Regions from separate parts of the Zea mays genome. Here region 1 is linked to region 2. The links are chromatin contacts, called in public Hi-C maps. All regions are on one chromosome and are shown on one strand. The core of a region is the stretch at or near the end of the contact, and the rest is flanking DNA. Distances in the headings are between cores, read along the strand shown. Region 1 holds the start of LOC103633215 (rab3 GTPase-activating protein catalytic subunit). Region 2 holds the start of LOC100193955.

What was found. Hi-C and Micro-C count contacts between places; a contact is called where the count stands out from the background.
Region 1: a contact with region 2 is called in a Hi-C map of bundle sheath, with 2.1 times the contacts expected there. The contact joins the promoter of LOC103633215 here to the promoter of LOC100193955 in region 2. A contact is called at or near these places in 4 of 25 Hi-C or Micro-C datasets (bundle sheath, ear, endosperm and 1 more).

The regions. Positions count from the first base shown.
Region 1 is chr7:161,447,170-161,451,151 of Zm-B73-REFERENCE-NAM-5.0, forward strand. It overlaps LOC103633215 (rab3 GTPase-activating protein catalytic subunit), which reads left to right and starts at 2,455. Exons shown (of 13, transcript XM_008654909.3): 1 at 2,455-2,815; 2 at 2,931-3,055; 3 at 3,727-3,848. The coding sequence starts at 2,485.
Region 2 is chr7:161,189,051-161,193,318 of Zm-B73-REFERENCE-NAM-5.0, forward strand. It overlaps LOC100193955, which reads right to left and starts at 2,200. Exons shown (of 10, transcript NM_001359359.1): 1 at 1,755-2,200. The coding sequence starts at 2,048.

The DNA of each region.
Region 1 (3,982 bases), core at 1,205-3,704, 260 kb after region 2:
ACAAGCTTCTAGGGTTCAATCAATAGATTGAAGAAGGTTGGAATGATTGGAAGATAAAGACAGATGAGAAACATATGAGGGTTTAGGGTAGCCTTGGCGTAGGAACTTACTAAATTTGTTTAAATTAGAGCTCAACACCGTAGCTCGTGGAGCCAAGGTTAGCATGAAGATCTGTGGCACTGACCTCGGCGCCACGAGCTATGATGTTGTGCCACATCAAGGCCACGATGATGTCCATGCTATTTCTGGTATGATATTGTGGTGCAATGATCTAAGACATCGAGTCATGTAACATCAATGTCTTAGATCACGGTGACGACCTCTAGGATTCTTTTAGTTCCATCATGGGTGCAACGTGAAATTGTATTAAAAAGACTACAATAAAAAAAATCTGAGTTACAAAAGGGAAAAGCCTGGCTATCTCAGATTAATTAGGTCGCATAAATAATGCTATTAGTGCTGAACTATGTCTGCATTTGTTCTTAATTTGATATGACCCCTTCTGTTTAGTTTTCTACAACATAATTGTTCTCACTTGTTGGGACCTAATTATGTTTATAGTTTCTAGGTGATAATATGATTTATAGGAACACCATAATATTTTGTGTCATAAGATATATGGTTTGCATTGATTTTAATTATAGTATTTGGATAACATGGTGTTTTTAGAGTATTGAAAACTTCATTTCAATACAAACATTATTAACATATGAGGGTTTAGGGTAGCCTTGGCGTAGGAACTTACTAAATTTGTTTAAATTAGAGCTCAACACCGTAGCTCGTGGAGCCAAGGTTAGCATGAAGATCTGTGGCACTGACCTCGGCGCCACGAGCTATGATGTTGTGCCACATCAAGGCCACGATGATGTCCACACTATTTTTGGTATGATACTGTGGTGCAATGACCTATGACAGCAAGCCATGTAACATCAGTGTCTTAGATCACAGTGATGACATCTAGGATTCTTTTAGTTCCATCAAGAGTGCAACGTGAAATTGTATTAAAAAGACTACAATAAAAAATTGAGTTACAAAAGGGAAAAGCCTAGCTATCTCAGATTAATTAGGCCGCATAAATACTGCTATTAGTGCTGAACTATGTCTACATCTGTCCTTGGTTTGATATGATCCCTTCTGTTTATTTTTCTGCAACATAATTGTTCTCACTTGTTGGAACCTATTTGGAAGTAAATTATGATTATAGTTTCTAGGTGATACTATGATTTATAGGAACACCATAATATTTTGTGTCATAAGGTGTATGGTTTGCATTGATTTTAATTATAGTATTTTGCATAACATGGTGTTTTTAGAGTATTGAAAACTTCATTTCATTATGAAGTTTTTATTTTTCTGAGGCAATATAAAGTTTTTATAATATGGCTAGCTTTTACATAAATACTATGGTATAATGTTATACTCAAATAGTAGCTAGTATTTTTTTAGTTGGCTAAACTATGATACTACCGTGATAATTATAAAGTGCAGTTGTAAAATCATAATTTTAACAAACATTATTACCATCTGCCAAGCTTTTATAATGGAGGTAGAGTCGTGTGACACTTTGCTACACTGCTCAGATCTCCTTATTAAAGTATCACATGGTTGGATCATGTCCGACTTCAATTACATGTTCTCACTGCTGTCACATGCTTATACAAGAGTGGTTACCTTTATATTTAATTTTAAATAAAAAATATTTTAGCTCTTCTAATTCTCTCCAGTCTTCGCGCTCCCAAACTAGTCCGAAGAGATGGAAAGATTTTGGGAGGAGTTTCGAAAAATTACCAACACAATATGTGCGGGTTCGAGTTGAGCCATTCGCTTTCGCTGAGACTGGAACTTCACTGCTCGGTTCGTGGTGAAATCTTCCAGAATTCCCGGCCGTTAAAATTTGGTCGCTGATTGACTCTGTCTATCGCGCACACGGTTCTGTCGGTGATTATTGTCGTACCTTGACTAAAAAGGGTGTAGCAGATGATCAGCCGGGAAGAGGTCCCAGATGGAGTCCTGAGCAGTGAAGAAAGCTTGTACGTGCTCGCGTGACACGAAACCGAGGAATTTTACATGAGCAGAGAAATGTTCAAATGGCATCGTGATTGCAGCGCGAAAGCGACGCTGTGATCTCAACGGCTCCGTAAACAAACACACACACACACACACCACGGAAAGCTATGCCATTTTCTTCTACAAGCATGTGTAGCCAAGTTACAAAAGACAAATGGCGTACTTTCTAAACACGAGTATATCCATCAACGAAAGACAAACCACGTCTTTTTTGGTTGCATAGTGTGTGTGTAGTATACGGCCTGAGATCCCGATGCGTCTTTGACGTCTTCGTAATTCATACACCATGAAACTTCCCTCGTGCCAGATACATCGCCATCATCAGCTGCTGACCCCTTCAAAGTGATAGTGCCCTATAAATATACCAGATCAAGCAAGGACACGGTAGAAAAACAGCTCAAAAAACTCACACAAGCCATGCCCATGTCCACGATGCCACCACCACCGCCGCCCCATCACAGCCCAGCCATCCAACGGCCGAGCACGACCGGATCGGACGTGCCCCTGAATTTCCACCGCTGCCACTACCAAATCCCGTTTTTTAAAATCAAAATACAAGGCTCCCTTCTTCCAGTCCCCCGTGCTCCGGCTCCCCTTCCTCCGCATGTTCCCACCTCCTGCGCGGCCCCGGGTCACTGCCAGGTAGGCCACACCATGCAGCCGCCGCAGTCGCTGGTGTCCCGCGCGCGCACCGCGATCCACTCCGCCGCCGCCCGCGTGCTCACCGACATCAAGGCCGACCTCCGAGGTACGTGTGCCGTCGGCGCGGGGTCCTCGCGCTCGCTGTTCGCTCTCGCTTCCGAATCTGATGAGCTCCCGGGCGGGGGATGGGGTGGGATCGGTTGTGGTGGGTGGGGGCGCAGATGCCGAAGGATCCGGCGGGCGTAGCCGGGCGCCGTCGCCGAGGACGTCTCTGGATCGGGAGGCCGCCGAAGCGAGCGCCACGGGGCGGGAGCCGGACGTGAAGCCGCCGTCGCCGCGTGATGAGGTACGGGGTTCTTGTCGTTCTACTCCTCCAACTGGGTGCTGCTCCATTCAGTCCGGTGCTCGCGCGGGTTGGTGGTAATGGTGCTGAATCCGAGCAGTTGAGCTGATTGTGACGGAGAGATTGGTGAATTGATGTCGACTTGTGGTGGAAGTGGTTGCTGTTCCAGGCAGTTGAACTGCTATTGGCTTGTGTGCTTCTCTGTTCTCACAGTGTGGCTCAGCAGAATCGTGAAGCTCTGGATTCAAGCTTTGCGGAGGCTTGTTAGAAAATCAAGGCCTTTCAGTTAGTAGTAGTTACCCTGTCACTTCTTTGTTGGGCTTTGTCAATGCTCCAGGGTGTAGATTCCATGGAAGCATATGGCTGTGTGTGCTGAGCCTCCCCTGAGCAATTTTTTTATGACGAACTGGGGCAGTTGGGTGTGTTAAACACAGCCAAATGGAGCATTCGGTTCTGGTGGATTGGACTGGATATTGAGTTTGCGGGAGCTGTTAGGGACAATATTCATAATTCTGCAGTTAGTATCGAAACCCCCTTTTTTTTGTTAAGTACACAAAAGGCCTCTTTGTTGGATGCTTAAATTCTCTATTTCATTTCATTTCTTGTTATAAGCACAATTGGCTATTTAATCAGCTGGATCTTCACGTATGCTACTCAAAACTTCGTGGTCCCAGGTCCTAGAAATAAGCCCCCCAGAGAACGAGGATTCCTCAAGCATACCAACTGAATCAACCTGTTCAACAAAACTGACCTTTCCTCCAGCTTCAATAGTTAAACAACTGGTGTCTGCCATTGAGTAAGTTCATGTTCCTTAGCAAGCATTGCAGTGCACCTCATCCAGCATAATATTCAAAATATATGGAACTGTTTAAAACAAGCTAAATTATCATTTTTTTTCATTCCTACAATAATACCATTTGTCCATTTTTT
Region 2 (4,268 bases), core at 950-3,449:
TGATGTCTTTATAGTAAACATGTCAGGTGGAGTACCTAATGTCAAACTAAAGTTGCTTACTAATTATTTTGTCATGACATGACAGTACATTTTGATAGGGAAAAACAGAAAATAGCATGGTGAAATACAGGCAATAGAAGCAAAAGAGATGATTGTGTCAAACTTGCAGAGTATCATTTTGTAGATAGTTTTTTTTAAAAAAACATGATCACTATTTTCTGTTTTTCTATTACACCTCAAGAAAGTGGTTTCAGATTTATTATCCCATCCAATATTAAGCAAGACTCACATCGTTATCATCAAAATTTCTAGAACATAATGAAATATCAATGTAACTTCAAAGAGTTCAACCAACTCTGATGATGACCTAGAGATGGCAGTTTGATGAGTATAATCAGGATACTAGCATAAATCTCATTTGCTATCAACATGCTCATTCCAGCACCAGCTGTTTCTGAGTAGCTCAAAGACAAGAGAGTCCAGAATTGCTATCCATAATACCAACTAAATGTTCACTCTTCGTTAAATGTGTCGATATCTACATCATAATATCACCAGTAATATATAGGGTATTAACTCAAATGTCTATGGGCAACCAGCCAAACATTCAAGAAATGAAAGTTCACCAGTGAAGTGACTTGCAGATCAAATTAATAATTCAACGTTCATCTACAAAAATATAACACACTAGTATCATTGTACCGGTCAGGCATCCATGGTATCAAAGATAAAGAAGAAAATAAGGCTTTCTTGTGAAACCCAGTAAGCCTAATTTGATGTGACACTTTTGTACTCGTTCAAAATACCACATCAAAATGCCCAGTCTATAATTGGTCAACCAAAAGGTAAAAAACAACATAAGTTTCATGAAGAACAATTGCCAGATATGTTGCTACAGTACTAAAAAATGGAGACTCTAGGGCAGATGTTACCCTTTATAATAAAATCCTGAATCTAAAAATTGTATCTAATATAAGCAACAACACATGCATCTCACTTGCATGTAACATCATACACTTGAAACCACCCACTTAGAGCTTTCGTTTCACCGTTAATCTATGTGGATTGAGTGGTATTGAGTCGGTTTAAATCCATAGCCAGTCAAAATCTAACCCAATATATTCCAATACACTCCAATCCACATGGATCCATGTGGATTGGAGTGTATTGGGTAGGATCGACCCAATCTCACTCAATTCACATGGATTGAGAGTGAACCGAAGCCCTATATCATGGATCAACACGGCCTAGGAGACTAAACAACTACAAGGGTGCATCCGCTAGGTAGCCAACAGCCAGAAAAACACTTCAACAAGCTCACACAATCTAGCGATCGATCAAAATAAATAGCAGAAGTGTGTAGCTCTGTATGACAGAACCACCAGTCTAGTGCTGCAAAAGATTTTGCATACATGTACACACCACGGTAATCACCCTCAAGCATTCATTCATGGTAAGCAATACGACCCTACAAGCCACAATAAGCACCCTCAAACATTTCGTTCATGCTATGCTGTACTACTCCGAACCTGCAAGTCCCCTCATCACCACGGTACATCATGCAAACAAGAGATAAGGTGAAGGCAGAGTCGCCTGACACAGAAACGTTGTTGGATCGCGCGTCGCGGCCAGGAAGCAATCAACGGGAAACCGCACGGGCGAAGCCTGACACGGGCTAACACCACGAAGCCCTCCCCGCCACTGAGAGCCGCAAGCAGTTCAACAAAGAAAATAGGAGTGGGTGGAGCGGGGACCTGGTGACGGTACACGCCGGGGACATCGAGCGCCTCGACGTCGAAGGAGTCGGCGCGCGGGCCCGTGCGCACGAGAAGCTGGCGCAGCATCTCATCGTTCTCGTAACCTTCGTCTTCGTCGGAGCACCCGCCGCCCCGTGAGCCCGAGGCGGTGGCGGAGGTGTCCACGCTGCCGTCGTCGGAGCTCTCGATCTCCACGTCCTCATTGGCGCCCCCCGGGACCACCCACCGCATCTCCGCCGACTCCGTCTTCTGCAGACTCCGGCGGACAACGCCACCGCTCTCCGCCTTCATCCGAATCGAGGCGTGGAGGGGAGGAGGCGCGCGCCTGCCGATGTTCTAGTGCTACGGCCGGTGCCGCGGAGAGGTGTGGCGGGGTGGAATAGGCAAAAAGGGAATGGGAAGAAAGGAGAGTTGGGACTGCAGAGGAGAAACGGAACTGAAACTGTGGGAGTTGGGATACAGCTCCGCTCAAGTTGTTTTTATATACTTCCTTTGCTTAAATTAAAAACTGTTTTAGAAAAAATAATAAATTCATATAATACTTGATATACGTATTATATATATACCTAGATTTATTATCATCTATCTAAAGATATATATAAAAATTAAGAGCTAAAACATACTACCTCCGTTGTCAAATATTTGTCGTCTGCTAGTTTAGGGTTTGACCTAAACCGTGACAAATAAAAAAGAATAAGAGAGTACTATCTTAGAGTATAAAATAGTAATTTAATTTCACTATTAGTGTGATTAGTTCACGGCAACGGGCACGCCTCACTCGCGCGGGCATGTCCCGATCAAAACGAGAGTGCGCCACTTCCCTTCGCATGAAGATGAAAGAGCCCAAAATAATCTTGTTTGCACTCGCGCGTGTAGAGCCTGGACGGCGCCGTGCAGCCAACCAAACGTGCTCGCAGGCGCAGTCAATGCACGCGAGTAGCCTGCGCGCGAGCAGTGGGCGAACCAATCACGCCCTATGTGTACAACGAAGGTAGCACGTGTATATGAAAGGATCATCGTGTTTAAAAAGATGGTATATTATTTTTCTAAAAAATCCTATGTAAATTAAGTTTTAACTGTAAGTCCGACTTTATTTGAGTGTCTAATGTGTAAATAGAAATTTTGTACCATAATTTTCAACATTATACTATCGTTGTAGTTCTAGAAATATAAATTCTTACAAAAAAATGCCCAAAGATAAATGTGTATGCTAAATTAAGGGATAGAAAACTCCTCGATGTTTTATAAGTTTTCGGAGAATCGGCACTTTCCACTAATTCTCGTTGGAGTAACCACACAACAGTGGCACTCCCTCTGTACATGTAAAGACCAAGTGCTTTATACAAGTTGGGTGCCGTTTGGTTCACGAAATGTAACGTAAATGGTAATGGTAATGATTCACACTCAAATATTGGCGGTAACAAATTTGAATAAGGTAGTATCCATTTATAGTGTGATATCAATTACGGCTGGACTTAAACAAACATGATTTAACGTTATCGGTTACTCATTACATTACCAATATGTGAACCAAACGGCACATTGGTTCTTTGTCACTCCAACACAACAACCGCTCACAACCATATATAAAATATCGGTCCGGTTACTTACAAATTCTTCAGATGGTCACAACACCCCAATCGTCACCGAATCATCTAGGTAATATTGGTTACCAATAGTAACAAGCACTAGATCCTCATTTAACCATGATGAGCCTAATATGGGTGGTAGATTCACACAAGTCACTCTCCATCCACTCAGACAGCGATGGGGCAGGTGCGGCTCTAGCCCCTCCTACCACTCCCAAGTAGAGATGGCAATGGGAACCCGATCCCCGATTTCCCACGAGGAATTCCTCCATTGGGGGATGGGATGGGGAAGAAACTTTCCCCGCGGGGATATAAACGGGGAAATTCATCCTCCAACGGGTAAACGGGGATGTGGACGGGGAAGCATTCTCTATCCCCATTCTCCACGGGACCCGTTAAACTTGTATGTGATGATGTTTTCGTGTACTAGTTAATGATAAATATATATAATGACCTTGTCAAGAGACCACTAATTATACAAATGTGTTCATTTTGATGTATACATAATGATTTCTTACATCTGACAATGTGTATAAGTGACAATGTTTTACATTAATAACAAAGGACGTATGTTCTAATTATAATTTAAACGGGGATGGGGATCCCCATTGGGGATTTATCCCCGTGGGGAACTGGGATGGAGAAGAAATGTTCCCCGCGAGCGTTCGTGGGGATCCCCGCGGGGGAATTTTTTCATCGCGGGGACGAGGATAGGGAGCTATTCCCCGACGAAGAATTCCCCATTGTCATCCCTACTCCCAAGTCCATAGAGCCCCTTCTAAAATTTAAAACATATATAATATAGTCTCATTATGTATTTTATGGTTTTATCTTTCAATGTTTCAAAGTAACACTACTTCGAACTATTACATATGTCTATTATGAGTTATTTAGTATCGATGTAGTGGTTTAATTAAGTCCC